2 separate regions of the Drosophila melanogaster genome follow, and region 1 is linked to region 2. The links are chromatin contacts, called in public Hi-C maps. All regions are on one chromosome and are shown on one strand. The core of a region is the stretch at or near the end of the contact, and the rest is flanking DNA. Distances in the headings are between cores, read along the strand shown.

The links. A called contact is a pair of places that touch in the nucleus more often than the background predicts.
Region 1: a Hi-C map of the Kc167 cell line shows a contact between it and region 2, with 1.8 times the contacts expected there.

The regions. Positions count from the first base shown.
Region 1 is chr3L:5,929,754-5,936,898 of dm6, forward strand. Rcc1 (Regulator of chromosome condensation 1) reads right to left here and starts at 3,020. Exons shown (of 3, transcript NM_079219.3): 1 at 2,653-3,020; 2 at 1,865-2,564; 3 at 509-1,805. The coding sequence starts at 2,528. The coding sequence ends at 826. Egfrap (EGFR adaptor protein) reads right to left here. Exons shown (of 6, transcript NM_001038902.3): 4 at 4,652-4,940; 5 at 4,301-4,581; 6 at 3,283-4,238. The coding sequence ends at 4,017. CG33523 reads left to right here. Exons shown (of 7, transcript NM_001274528.2): 7 at 1-367. The coding sequence ends at 1.
Region 2 is chr3L:5,579,329-5,586,530 of dm6, forward strand. l(3)psg2 (lethal (3) persistent salivary gland 2) reads left to right here and starts at 4,341. Exons shown (of 3, transcript NM_139717.3): 1 at 4,341-5,376; 2 at 5,431-7,202. The coding sequence starts at 4,679.

The sequences.
Region 1 (7,145 bases), core at 1,770-4,269, 350 kb after region 2:
GTGAAGCCAAAACCCTCAACTGTGCATGCCAGGGTGGTTCGATTTGTTCAGCAGTAAATGCAACTTGTTCACCTCTGTACACGTAATAATCCATTTTGACCCTTGCCAGGTATGAAAACTACAAATATTAAAGCCTTCTTACATACTTCAATGGCTTGCATTCATGAATTCCCGGGTCCTGCGAATTGTTTAGACACCTTTGCTTTTAAAGGTAATTTTAAGATGTTTCCCTTCATTGCAAATCGAACCACCCTCCAAGCAAATACATATTTTTGTATAAATCTTAAGACCTACCATAAGAGTAACAATTTCGTGTTTCCTGATATTATTGAGTAAATGATGTCTCGCGCTTACGAGACAATCTCCCAATCTTTTGTAGCTTTTTTGCCGGTAATCTCCCATTTGCCCCGCCTGAGCCAAGAATTTATAATACACTGTGAGTAGGATGTATATCTTTGTGTATGATATAATCAAGTTAATTAGTTTGTAAATAAATCTCATTTAGTTTCCTTTTGCGTTCAAATACAAATTTACTACGGCTTCGTATTGCGAACGAATATATATAATAAACACTTAGTTGGATTGATAAAGAAGTTTTCGTCTTTAGGCAGACTTGTAAGATATAAGCGGGCATCTATTTATCAAAATAAAAAGAACTTAACAGGATTCAGTTCGTAGATCTTAACGTACAATAAGCAAAATTTCCGATCTATCTTACGAATCTGGGCTACTCATTGCCTTCCTTAAGCGTAGGGTAAGCGTACGGGTTCGTAACTTAGTGTTACCAAAAACAAAGTGGGAAAGTCAGCGTATTTATACTCAATCTTATGTCTTTTTACCGCCCCGCTTGGCAGCAGGCTTCTTGGCCTTCTTGGGAGTCGGTTCCTGAGCAGACTCCTCTTCGACCTCCTCGGCGGCATCATCCTGCGGCGGCGTCTTAATCTTTTTGCTGCTGGTTGACGCCTTCGCCGGCAAGTTTTCCTTCTGCTCCTGCTTATCTACATTCTCGGCTTCCTTGTCGGCATTATCCTGCGGCGGCGTCTTGTTCTTTTTGCTGCTGGTTGACGCCTTCGCCGGCAAGTTTTCCTTCTGCTCCTGCTTATCTACATTCTCGGCTTCCTTGTCGACATTATCCTGCGGCGGGGTCTTGTCCTTTTTACTGATGCTGCTGCTGCCAGACACCTTCACTGGAACATTCTCCTTCTGGTCCTGTTTGTCCGCTTTGACCAAAAAGATTGCGTGCTGACCACCGCCAGATGCGAGCAGCATGTGCTTCCCCTGCGTGTTCTTGCTGACAACCACGATCGGTTCGAGCTCATCATCGCCGTCGCCAACGCCTAGTTGATTGTTGACACCGGAGCCCCAGGAATACAGTTTGCCATCAATTGTAACGGCATAGGAACAGACTTCGCCACATCCAACGGACACAATCTTTTCGGTCAGCTTCTTTACAATCGTTGGCTTCTCCACAACATCCTTGACATCGCCCAGACCAAGCCGACCGTACTCCGGACGACCCACTACGGAACACTTAAGGTCCGTTGTCAGGATGACAGTATGGTGCTGACCGCCGGCAATATGTCGGATATCTTTGAGTTCCGTCTTGATGGGCGTCAGTGCGAACTCCTTGCCCTTTGTCTCGTGGGCCAGCTGCTTGAAGTTGTTAAGCCCTGTGGCCCAGATGACCTGTGTCTGTGACTCGCGCATGAATGTGCAGTAGTTGGTGGCCCAGATGGCCTCAAAAGGTTTGGCCCGCGTGATGATGAGCTGGGTGGGCCGCAGCAAGTCGCGTTTGCCACGACGACCTGGGGGTTAACATTTTTTTAATACGAATTTCGTTGAAAATTTGAATGCCAAGACTTACCCTCTCCGGAGATGGAACGCTCCGACAGCCGGCCGAGTTGTCCCTGCTCAGCGCAGCCCACGGTAAAGACCTTTCCGGCAGTGGTCAGGATGACCAAATGATCGGCGCCGGACGCGATGCTACAACAGACAGTGCCCTCCATCAGATCGATGGGCGTACGCTTGTTACCATCGATGGTGAGGCCCATGTTGCCATGAGAGTCCCGGAACGAGCCCCAAGCGAAGACACGGCCATCCTCCAGCAGACAAGCGGAATGCGAGTCTCCCGCCGAAATGCACAGAGCCTTGCCGGGCAAATCGATAAGATCCGGCTTTGACTCGCTGCCATCCTCGCTGGTGTCACGGCCTAGAGCACCTTCGTCATTGCAACCGAATGAGTAAATGTCCCCTGACTTGGTCAGCACCAGGTTGTGCATGCCACCGGCGGATATGTCCACGGCATCCGGGATGCCCGCCACAGGGCTGAGACGCTTGCGCTCCAGTATGTCCTCGCCGAGACCAAGTTGGCCCACATCGCCGTTGCCGCAGACTAGCACGTTGCCGAGCACGGTCCTCCGCTTGGGCAGCTCCAGATGAAAAGCGATTCTGGCGCGCTTCGCCTTCGGTGGCTGCTGCTCCGCTTCGCCGGCATTGTTGTTATTAGTCAGGGCCTTTCTGCGCGGCATTTTAGCTTGTATTTTCACAATTTTTTGTCACCGAAACTGGAAATAGTGCGTTTGTGTGTGTGTGTAAGAAATATATATAAGGTTAGGGACGCCGGTGATGCAGCTTAGTTCTGCTCACACTCACAATGGAAATAATGCCGGTCTCTGGTTCAGCGGGAGTTCCACGTTGTCTAGATGGTGTTGCTACGGCGGTTTGGAGGCGAGTGAAAACACCAAATGCAAGCGAATCCCAATGCGACCTACCTGGGTCGAAGAAAATGCGCGGGAAGCGGCGGCAGCTGGCCTTCAGGGTACAGTGTTGCGGGCTTGGCGAATTCCCCGCCGCATCTGGCTATTAGCGAGGTCACACTCCAATTTCAGGGTCGCTTCTGCGCCTATTGACCAATTGTTAGTACATCTTTGTTATCTTTGCACTGTTCCTAATTGCAAATAATAAAACAAAGCCTGCTATAACCCACAGTTTATTTATTTCGAGATATTGATAACTTTTAGAATGGAGCGTAGCGTGAACTCAAACTATGACAGTTGGTTAACAGTTCTCTAGCGAGTTTGCGAGCCGATTGCCGACCGATTCTATCGAAAGAGCTATCGATAATGTGCGGGAAATTTAAACTTTCCTTACCCACTCACATTATTTCAAAACAAATTTGTTGTTAAATATTATAAAATGTTCTACCTTTAAGCCAATGCTTCATTTTCAACGTGATTGTATGTATATTGCATGCTATAGATCAGAAAATAAACAATACTATTTGAAAAGGTTTTCCATTAACTTTATTACAAAATACATAGAGTTACAATATAATTGGTTATTCATTTACTTCCCATATAAGTCTATCTAGCCACTGCACCGCAAAGTGAGTGCATCAAATACAAAAAGAATCCACTTTGCCCATTCCGCATCCGCACTCCAAATCCCGGCAGCCGACCCTCGATTTCCCTACCCAAACATTAACATTTAATCCGACTGCCCCCATTCAGATATGTATAGTACGTCTGTCTGATGCATCTGCCACTCAGCACTAGCCGTACAAAACGAGCAGAATTGATAAAAACGCGAAAAATAATAATCACTTGATGTCTGTTTGCGTATACATATTGCATGTTTTTGCCATTTTTTAATCAGTTTCGCAAAAATGATTTGAGCGTATTCCCTATATTTGTGTATGCAAACACGCCCCTGCGAAACCACAGCCATCGCAGCCGCCCACGTAGCTGATTTTATTATCAATTTTAATAAAAAATGTTTGTGCACTTTTTGCAGCACCTGTCGGACAGGTGGGCCTTTGCCGGCCCGAGTACACATGGACATGGACCCTATTTATTGGTAGCCACGTCAACCGTCGTCAGCACAGCCAATTACGCAAATTAAACAGATTGTTATCCTGTCGCGACAGAGGACACAGGACGCAGGACAATGTGACAAGCTGGGCAGCTTAATTCAATCAACGTGACATAATTACTTAATTAATTAAGAGCGCCCAGCGGTCACACATTCAAATCGGCCATCATTTTGCGAAAGTCGTTCAGCGAGCCATACATCTCGAAGTCCGCTCCCCCGTTTCCGGTTCCGCCTGCGTAGGCGCCCTGCGATCGTTGCGATCGGGTACTAGGTGGGCGTGGCAGGGTCAGCGGCACGGGCAACAGTTCCGGCATCACCGAGTGGTGCGTGATCAGCGCCTTCAGCGAACTGAACTCCTTGGTGAAGCCCTAAAATGGTAAATACCATCATAATATATAATAAATATTATATATAATGTGCTCGGACTTACCTTTATCTTGTAGCCCCTTTGCGTCCGCAGGATCAGATAGTGGGCCACTCGTGGTGAAGGTGGTGGCACTCGCAGCGAGAGGGCGAAACATCCCGGCTTTGTGCTGCTCTGGCGCACTAGAAACGCACCTGGACTCTGTCGGGACAGGGCCTCCAGGGATATTTCCCTGGGAATGCCCGCTTGAAACCAGGCGGCTCCCTTAAGCTCCTGCTGCTCGGCTAGGCTGAGATTATCCAGGCGCAGGGCACTGTGGCCGGGAAACAATTTCGGACTGGAGTTGGCTGATAATTACACGGAAGTAAGGTAACCTTAGCCAACCATTTCATATCTGTGACATAAGAGTCTACCTACCGCTGCACGTCTCTCTCAGATACTTTTTGCTGGCGGCGGGCAGCTCCACCTGCAGCCGCTGGGTGGCACTCTCCAGTGCGGACAGTGACTGGCGGCAGGAGTCGCCGAACTTGCTGGCCACGTACTTGTCCGGCTCGCAGATGGCCTCGTTCACATAGCCATCGGAGATGGTCTGAGTGGATCCACAGCCGGATCCGGAGGTCAGCGAGGAGCCGCAGGTGCTGTGCATCAGGGGGCGGCTGTCCTCGGTTCCCCGCAGCAGTCCAATGCCCATGGTCAGGCGTTTCACCTGTGAAGGGATAGGAGTGCACAGAAAGTAATTATAAGTATTAATACATTCCCATTATTACATTCCCATTGTTTAGTATGCAGTTATTTTTGAATTGTTATGCAACTTAAGTAAAGTGTGATGTAATATTAATAACATTTACTACTTTTTGTTTTCAGTGCATCCATTGCTAGTGGTACGATTTGCATGTTGCATGTTGTCTGCCAATTTGGCAAAGTTTTTGCATTGCTATAATGGCGATTTCGGGACAACTCTCGCCTGACCGTCAGTATCGGTGCAGGTGTGTATTCATTCAGGGATTTGTGGCGCCACCCCCCACAGCTTAACCCCTGCTCCGGCTTCCGCCCGGAAAATCCAACAAACATCAAACACACTTTAGCTCTCACGGCCAGAACCACAACAACGTCGTGCCACACACTTCCAATTCCCCCCCCCCCCCCACCACACCACACAGAAAACAACCGAGATTGATGTGTAAAATTTTTGGTTACCAATAAAATGTTAAACAGCGCTTGCCACGCCCCCTTGGCCACAGTACGCCCACTATGGCAACCACTGGCTTTTGCGGCAAATTACTTTGAAATGAGTTCGAGCCCCGAACGAAAAGTTTGTGCTACTGCCTTTGGGTTTTCATTTTGCAGCTTTTAAATCGTTTCCCATTGCGTTGCGTAATTAGCAGTCTAAGCGTAAATTGGACTTGCTTATTTTGGTCTTAACTTGCGATAATTATGTTGATTTTATGGAGATGAGTGCCGATTTACTTGGCCAGTATGCGGCCAGTTAAATTGAGGATTTTCGCTCGATTCAGGCTCGTTGCTTCAATTGCAGCTAATTAAATTGGCGCATCGACGGCACTTGGCACTGTCGTTAAGTATGCAATCAGAGCATCGTGCCAACCTAATGCCCCCATTATGCTAATGGCAATCGGAAGGGAACAGCAGCGCATTATGCAATGCAAAACGCGAAGGACTCGAGCTCCAGAAGTGCCACAGCAAAATCCCGAACGTAAAGAATGCAGATGGGGCGGAGGCGGGCTGGACTTTTCCAAGGTATTTTCCCAGACAATGGCACAATAGACGTGTCTAAGCAGCATTCGCAGCAGCGATGCTCCCATCTGCCATTTGATTTTCTTGCATTTTCTCCTTGCCTTGTTATCTGTTCGAAACTTTTGCACGTTGCCTACTTTCAGGCGGCGCCAGAGAAAAGTTGCTCCATTGTCCTGTTGGCAAGGATTCCTTTCCACGTCCTTTCCCTAGGCCTAAAAACACGTGGCTGTCGGTTGCATTTGGCGCTGTTGCTGCGATTTATGTGTCATAAAGTCAGTAAGTTAACGCCATTTGCCTGCCATTTGCCATGGCATCCTGCATTGTTCACCAGGACTCGTGTTATCCAACTTCAAACTGCACTACGGCAAAATGGGAAGCATTCAACGCCCTGCCATGAAATGGTTTAAGTAGAAAGTTATGAATGAATGGTAACGGGGTTTCGGTCCAAGTTGTTGCCGACAAAAGAAAGCAATTAGTTAGCTAACTATGCTCGCTTTAGGATTATGGACGGCAATTGAGTTACTGCTCATTTAATTGGCATTTAAAAGTGCTAAGTATGCCCTACTCAACTAAATTTAAATTGACAGTAAAATGCAGTTTAATTGCAAATACTTTAAACTTTAGTTAAACACATTTAGGACTGCTCTTTACAAGTGAATTATGCTCGCATGTCAAGTGACAAATTTCTTGCGAAATTTAATATCTGAAATATACTATATAAATTTGCTAAAATCCATGAAAATCTTTTAAAAAATGCTAGTAATGTTTTACATTCAAATATTTCTGGATTTTCTTTTTGGGTAATATTAAATTATTTCTCTCAGTGTCCTCCCATTTGTTCTGCATTTTCGTCGTGTGCAGCTAGTGCACCTTTGTTAGTGGCGCGTGCCAAAGTGGCGTTACTCGAAAATTTGCATTTGTGCAAATTAATTTAATGAACTCCTTTTCGGCTGCAGTTTTGGTGGCAAAAACAATTTCCACCTGAAGTGCCTACTCCTGTCGCTTTCGAGTTCGATTCAAGCAGCGCAATTTCACACAAGTGATTTAAGGTTTATGCAATTAAAACAACTAAATAGAGAATTTAAGCTAGGCAACATGAATTGAACGAATTTTCCCTCATTTTCCTCGCTTTTTGCATTTCGTAAATGCTGTCTCGATC
Region 2 (7,202 bases), core at 3,091-5,590:
CTAATGAATTAATTAGCAATTGATTTGGATATAAGCCAACCTTAACGATTGAAATATTCCAAGTAGAGATCGAAAAATATCATAAATTGCATTTCCATATACTTGTTTGTTAATATATGATTATTTGTAGGGCATCACACTTAAACATTTTACTTATCAAGAAAAATATATATTAAATTATCGCTTAAAGTCAAAAGCAACGACACTATAGCAAATTCTTATATTATAATTCTTAGAAACCTTGACAATAAGTCCACGATTTTTAATTAATTTTGAATAGCTAAAAATATAGTAGCGAATATGTATTCGATCCAGGGATCGGGCTCTAAAGTTTTACGATCTGGGGTTTTTCCCCGTCTATAAACACCGATAGTGAATCCGAGCTAAGTGGGAAAATGGTAGAGAAAGATGCGCTTAGCCCGACTCGCAAATTGGCACCCGGCTTCGGATTTTGGCTCCGTCTCCGGCTGGAGCTACTGCGACTTTGATCGCGGAGATCACGGGGAACGGAGATGCCGGGTGCTACGAGGTACCAGCGGCGAACTGGCACCGTCTTAGGCCTGGGAATTGTGTAAAGTGAATACAGAAAAAAAATAAATAAAAACAAAAACTGCAAACGAACTACACAAAAATAAACACACACATAAAAAACAAACTAAAAACGAGAAAAATGAATGAAAAAAGCGAATTCAATGCAGGTATCGGACGGATACATGCGAGTATCTCAGAAATACAATGCGCCAGTGCCAAATAACTGGATACAAGTTGATGTTTGAGTGTGCAAAATAAAATCAAAACAAAACTCGAAAAGCTCATAAATAATAGCCACACAAAAATGAACAACAAAGGTTTTCAGTCGTTAGCGAAGCTCGCCATTTTGACTTGGCTAAAATTAGCTAATAACGATAAAAAATTGTAAACAGAAAATCAAAATAAACCAAAAAAGTTATGAGCTTATGAAAAGCAAGGGAAATAAAATATCATGCGGATTTTGATGGACTTGAAAGTACCGAAAATATTACTGCAACGTTATTAGTAACAATCATTACTATTAAATAGTACTTTTATTTAATTCCGTGCTTGCATGTCATTTAGGTATGATTTTCTGTTCAAAAAAAAACTAAAAACTCTTACTTATTTATTAGACCCATTTCTCAAGAAGGTTCCCCGATTAAATTATACCCTTCAGGTGCCACTTCATTTGCCTACCACTTTTCCCCCACCCAATTAGTGATCCCAACTTCCTAGACCCGCAGAAAATGGTTTCATCGCATTTGATGCGAGTTGGTCACGGGAGAGTGAACGAAGCAGTAATTACGATTGGATTTCGAATGCTTCAACGATTGCCGCGGGGATTTTGTTTAATTTTTCATACGTGTACTTGCACACATGTACGAGTATATACTGTAGGTGGCTGCGGAGAAACTGCGTTCTAAGAATCAAGCAACTTGCCCCGCTTTCGTATTGGAACGAACGTGCGACCTGACGTGATTAGCACCTCATCGCCAGAGGCCCAGCTCATCCGGAGTTACCTGTCGTCCGTAGAGATCTGGCCTGCGACCCCTTCTTCCGCCACTTCGTCCCTGCGGAGATGGGCATGTGATGAAAGCATGCCCAAATAAATTAAGCCAATTTGGACAGGAACAATAGAAGTTTTTTGTATGCCTAGCAGTCCGTAAATTGACAGAGATCTTCATTTGTGCGGTTCGTGTTTTTGCTTCTCGGTTCCTCTAAATCTGCCAATTAGCGACGCTTACAGGTGTGTGTGTGTGTTTACAAATATATATAATTAACACGAACATAAACGGATTTAGTTAGGGTTTTTGGTTCACCCTCAAAAAGGGGATACCTTTCATTTTGGATGTTTTAATAGAGTCTAATACCATTTATATCTTATAATATTTATACATGAAAATATTATCAAATTAATAGCTTTATATGTTGTAATATATGAATTATTTTGAATATATTTAAATGCTGATAAATGGTTAAGAAAGTACATCTTACTCTAAATCTCTGCTTTAAAAAGTATTGCCTGCTTTTAGGAACCCAAAGGATACTTATGACCTAAAACTTTACATAAATATGCTACATACGATATAAAGAAATAAAATTTATTTCATAATTATATAATTTGTGCATTAGAGTGCATACCGCATCGGCTTGATTTGCCCTAGTTCTGCCCCTCACATATCATTTTTTACTTACATCGCACTCCACTGCAATTATCACATTTTTCGAATGCGGATCCATAAGTTTTCTAGTTCAGCTGCGAATGTCAATGACTCGGCGCTGCTGTAAGCTTTTTGGATTGGAACTGTGGCGGCGTTTACCGCTCTCATTTGTCAACGCCGGCAAACAGCCGCAAGTACAACTAAGTACACACAAAAGTGCCGCCCTCAATGCCCACAGAGCGTTGCGTTTTTTTAACGCTTCTCAGGTATTAAGTGCCGGCCAGATCACGAAAATAAATAAATAAATATGCTCGCGGGGGAAAAATTAGCCACATTTGTAGCCGCACATATTTGGTTTAAATGCTTAATAAATTGAGTTATGGCAGAGGAGGAAGCTATGCAGTCTGTGGGTGTTGGCTACTTAGGAAAGTGATTTAAGAAAGTTTTTGGAAATGGAAAACTGGGTTGCTTTACTCAGAGGAATGCTTAATGCTTAGTTGAAAATGCTATGTGCGTTGGTTTAACATCGAAAACAGCTAGCATTTGTTTCACAACGTATCCTTAAGTTTCTGGACTTGAAGTCTTGTTTCCACATACGCGCAATATGATGTTCCTTATGTTCCGAAGGACAAAGCCACCACCAGCCCAAAGATGCTATGCTCTCCAAGGTTTTCGCACCCAAGTGCCAAATTCGAGATGTCTCGTGGTCGCCAATGTATGGCCCCAGAAAAACCCAAAGTCAAAGCCCTGCTTGAAGAAGTGATGGGATACAATGAGTATTGTACGTATGTTCAACCCAAGCGTTGCTCGGGGACATCCAAGTTGATTTTTCGACGTTCTCAAACAATGGTGGCACTTTTTTGCTTTTTCATTGCGCATCCACTTAGCAGTTGGTGATTTTCAAAATGAGATAACACCTCACATTTTGGGGATCGGCTTTTATATTTGAACCTCAGCTCAGCCGAGCAACGCGACAAAGCTGAGAAGAAAACGATGGAAAATCGTTTGAAACGCAGGAGATTATGCTTGATGATGGGGATAAAAGTGAGGAAGGTTATTGTGGAGCGCCACAAATTAATTTGCACCTTTCGCCTCTGTCGCAGCGCTGCAGCAGCGCTGCAGCAGCGCCGTCGACGTCGGCAGCCGGAGAAAGTTGCACATGCAAATCTAAAAATGAAAGAAAAACTGAGAGCGCTGTCGGCAATTAAAGGCAACTCCGTTGCACTGAGATGAAAATGAAGCATAACTGCAGTGTTAAAGGTTTAGATTAATTACGGACATCCATTTGTTTAAACTCTTGAGGTAAATTGTTGTTATTAATTAAAATGAAATTGAATTAAAATGCATTATACAAAACACTACAATTTTTACGAAAATGATAATTTGTAAATATATATATTATATATATAGAAACATTATCTGATTGGAAAAGTGCAGCAAACTCAAACTCTTTTCATATTTGATGCATCTCAATGTGCCAGAGGGAAACTTTTCCGCCTTTTTCGAATTTCCCTCAATCGGCGGGCAATGGCAATGTCATAATATCAGCGCTTAGGCGCATTTTCTCCGATTCGCTTGACTGTGCGCACATATTGTTCATATATATTTAGTGACTGTGTGTTTAGCGGGCACAACGGTAACCGTATTTGTCATTTATTTGCACTTCGCATTCGAATGAATGCCGCTCGCCAAGAGGAAGCGGAAACAAGTGCAGTCTGCAGCGGTAAAGCGCATTTGGGTGTTTGATTGTGTTTCACACAGTTACGACGACTTTTCGAGCATGTAAAAGACAGTCGTTAAGTAAATAAAAAAAGCTAATGAATTTAAAATCCATTTCAAAATATCGGAGCGTAACGACTTAAATAGTGTGGCAACGCTAACAGAGTGTGCACTCGCTATATGTTAAGGTGGGTGTATTCGCTATTATATCGATAGAACTAGAAGCATTAATAATATCAGTAGTTTTCACACTGGAAAATTTCAGTGCTGTTAAGACGGCGATAGTTAAACAAATATTAATACAAATTGTGCCATGTTGCTGTATAATAAAATGGGGACTTAAAACTATCTTAAAAATGTCTGCAGAGAAATGTCCAAATTTGTATCTTCTTTTTAAGTAAATTTGGTAATAGCGGTCTGGCAGTACTGCCTGCCGATAGATTCAATGTGCCCAGTCTCTGTTCTGCATTGAGTAGTGTTTACTCGCTGCAGAAAAGTTATTGGCTTTGGTTTTTCATAATGGCATAAACATTAAACGGAAACGTACATGATACCGCAAACGCCGAGCTGGTGCACCGCTGCAACCGACGAGGACGTCCGCCCGCGCAGCCCAATCAATATTACCGCTCGGCAGGGGAAAACGCTGCGTGGATACCCAGCAACACCGCGCCGCCATTGAGAGAGCAGAAAAAGAAAAGCGTGTGCGCCCGCAAACAACAAGAAAGAATCATCGAAAAGGGGGACGGAGTGAGGGGCAAACCGATTTGAGGTCGCCGGATGTGAAAATGTCGCAAGCAGCTGGAGGATCTGCCGTCGGAATGGAGCAGCCAGCCACTGGCAAACAGTTGAAGCCCCCGGAGGATCTCCAGGACAATGACACCAACAGTCTGGAACCGGGCGAGGTGGTGACCCCGCCCCATTATCATCCCAGCAGTCCGGCAGTCAAAAAGCACCTGTCCAAAGAGCTGATGATAAGCAAAACATTACGGAAGCTACCAGTTAGCGTTGTGGAACAGGCGCGCAAAGAGAACGGATCTGGCGGGACACCAAATGCCCAAGCCGAGGATGCGGACGATAGCGAAGGCCTCTATTCGGAATCGGACTCCTCGGGGGAGGACCTCAAAAACGTAGAAGATGTGCAGAAGGCGAGGAAGGAAAAGCAGGAGGAGGCTGCAGCTGCTACCCTGCCCCAAGCACCGCCCACGCCGTTCTTGGGCATTAATCCGCTAAGATTCCACATGAGAGCTCCTTGCTTTGAATTTCCACGCATGGGCTTTATGCCCCGAATGAACAGGGGCGGACCAAGGGGCATGCGACCAACATTCTTTGGTCGCCCACCCGCAGCGAATCGCATGGGAGCTCCCATGATGGGTGGGCTACCAACGCAAGGACCTCCGCCGGGAGCGTATGCACCTCAAAATCCACCACCTACAGGTATTAACAGCAATTCAGGTCGTTGCAAGCGACTCCAATCGGATGTGATGTAAGTAAATTCCATATTTATGTAGAAAGTTAGGTTTAATATGATTAATTTTAGTTGGACAGCATTGCAACCGCCAGTGTCCTTTGTCTTTAATCTTGTTTCCGAGTGCTCCAATACAAAGCATGAGAACTGCAGGACTAAAGCGGAAACTACTGACCACAACTCCAAGGAATCAAAACTTCCCAGCGAAACAAAGTCCACTGAACCCTTAATTGAAAACAATCGATCGAGAGAGTTGCCCCAGCACAAAAATTACGTCAGAGGAAAAACAAGTAATCGATCCCATGACAGAACCCAAAATCGAGGAAGAACTAGGGAGAGGTCGAAAGAATCGCACGGAAAGTCCACTGAAAACTCCAAGAACAAGGATGAAGGCAGAGGGAAAGGAAGAGAAAGAGATTTGTTTCGACGGAAAAGTAGAGAAAGATCCCAAGATAAAAATTTAAATAGAGCAAAAAGTATGAATCTATCTAAGGAAAAGGATGAAGTTGGAGGTGAGCCTAGAAATACAGCGAGTGGAAAGTCCCAGGAAAGAGATCAATCCAGAGGTAAAACTAAAGACCGATCTAGGGAGAGAGATCGGACTAGGAATAAAACACGTGAAAAATCACAAGCCAGAGATCAAACCAGAAGTAAGGCAAACGACGCGGAACATACTAGAGCAAAATCAAGGAAAAGGTCCAGTTCAAGGGATAAGCGTCGAGAAAAATCAAAGGAAAAGCTAGGCGATAAGGAAAAGAATGAAGACTTATCCAAGGAAAAGCTTGAAGGAAAATCTACCGAGCATAGCGAAAAAAGAAATGAATCCAAGGTTAAAAATAAGGATACGAATGAAGAAAACGCAAATAAAAAGCTTCGAGAGCGTTCCAAAGATAGAAACCATTCTAAGGAAAGACTGCATGAAAGAACGCAGAATAAGTCTGAAGAAAGAAAGCCTGAAGCAAAGAAAGTAAGAAATGCAATAGAAAATTCAAAGGAAGCGCCAACTGATCGCAAAAAGGACAAACTCTTGGGGCCATTGGGAGAAAAAACAGACGAACGTTCAAAGGACAAGCAAATAAAGCGATCGAGAGAACAATCAGTAACGAAATGCCCAAAGGAAAGCGGCAAGGACACATTAATGGAGCATCCGCCACAAGAAAATGGATTGGATGGCTCCAAGAGATCAAGCATGCCGCATGAATCCTTCAGTGAAAGTGCAAAAACAAGAGAACACGCATCAAGAAGAAAAAATCAGACGCTTTCGCCTTGGGGGAGCAGGGAAGGAACTCCCCCAATGACACCACCACAAGTTCAGATCCCTCAGACTCCAATTGTTGATATCGCAAATCCCAAGGACTTTGATATTTTTGCCGACTCACCTCCACGAGTAAACACTGCCGTTTCAGCTCCAGCTGCAACTATTGAAAGGAGTACAACGCCGCCGTTGAAGTCATCCATTCCTATTGTCCCCATCGCTAAAGCCGACAAACTGGCTCCTCTGCTCAAGGCCAGTGAGATTCACAGTAGGATTGGCGCCCTGCTCGAGGAGAGCGATTTGCATTTGGATAATCTACTAGCTACTAAAGAGCAGTTGTTCCGTCGCACTAATGAATACAAAGAGAGAAAAGAGGCTCCCAAAGAGATTAAAGCTGAATACCTTCCGAATAGCAGGCATAATAGATCTGCGACTGGTAGGGCAGAGGTCGAGCATCACAAAAGCCAACCACGACATATAAATCCTTTCAAGCGCGAATCAGTATTAAGCGGGAGGAAATCCTCCTCTCGCCCTTCAAGCAAGGAGAGACGATTTCAAAGACACGACAGTGAGGTTGAGAATTGGGATA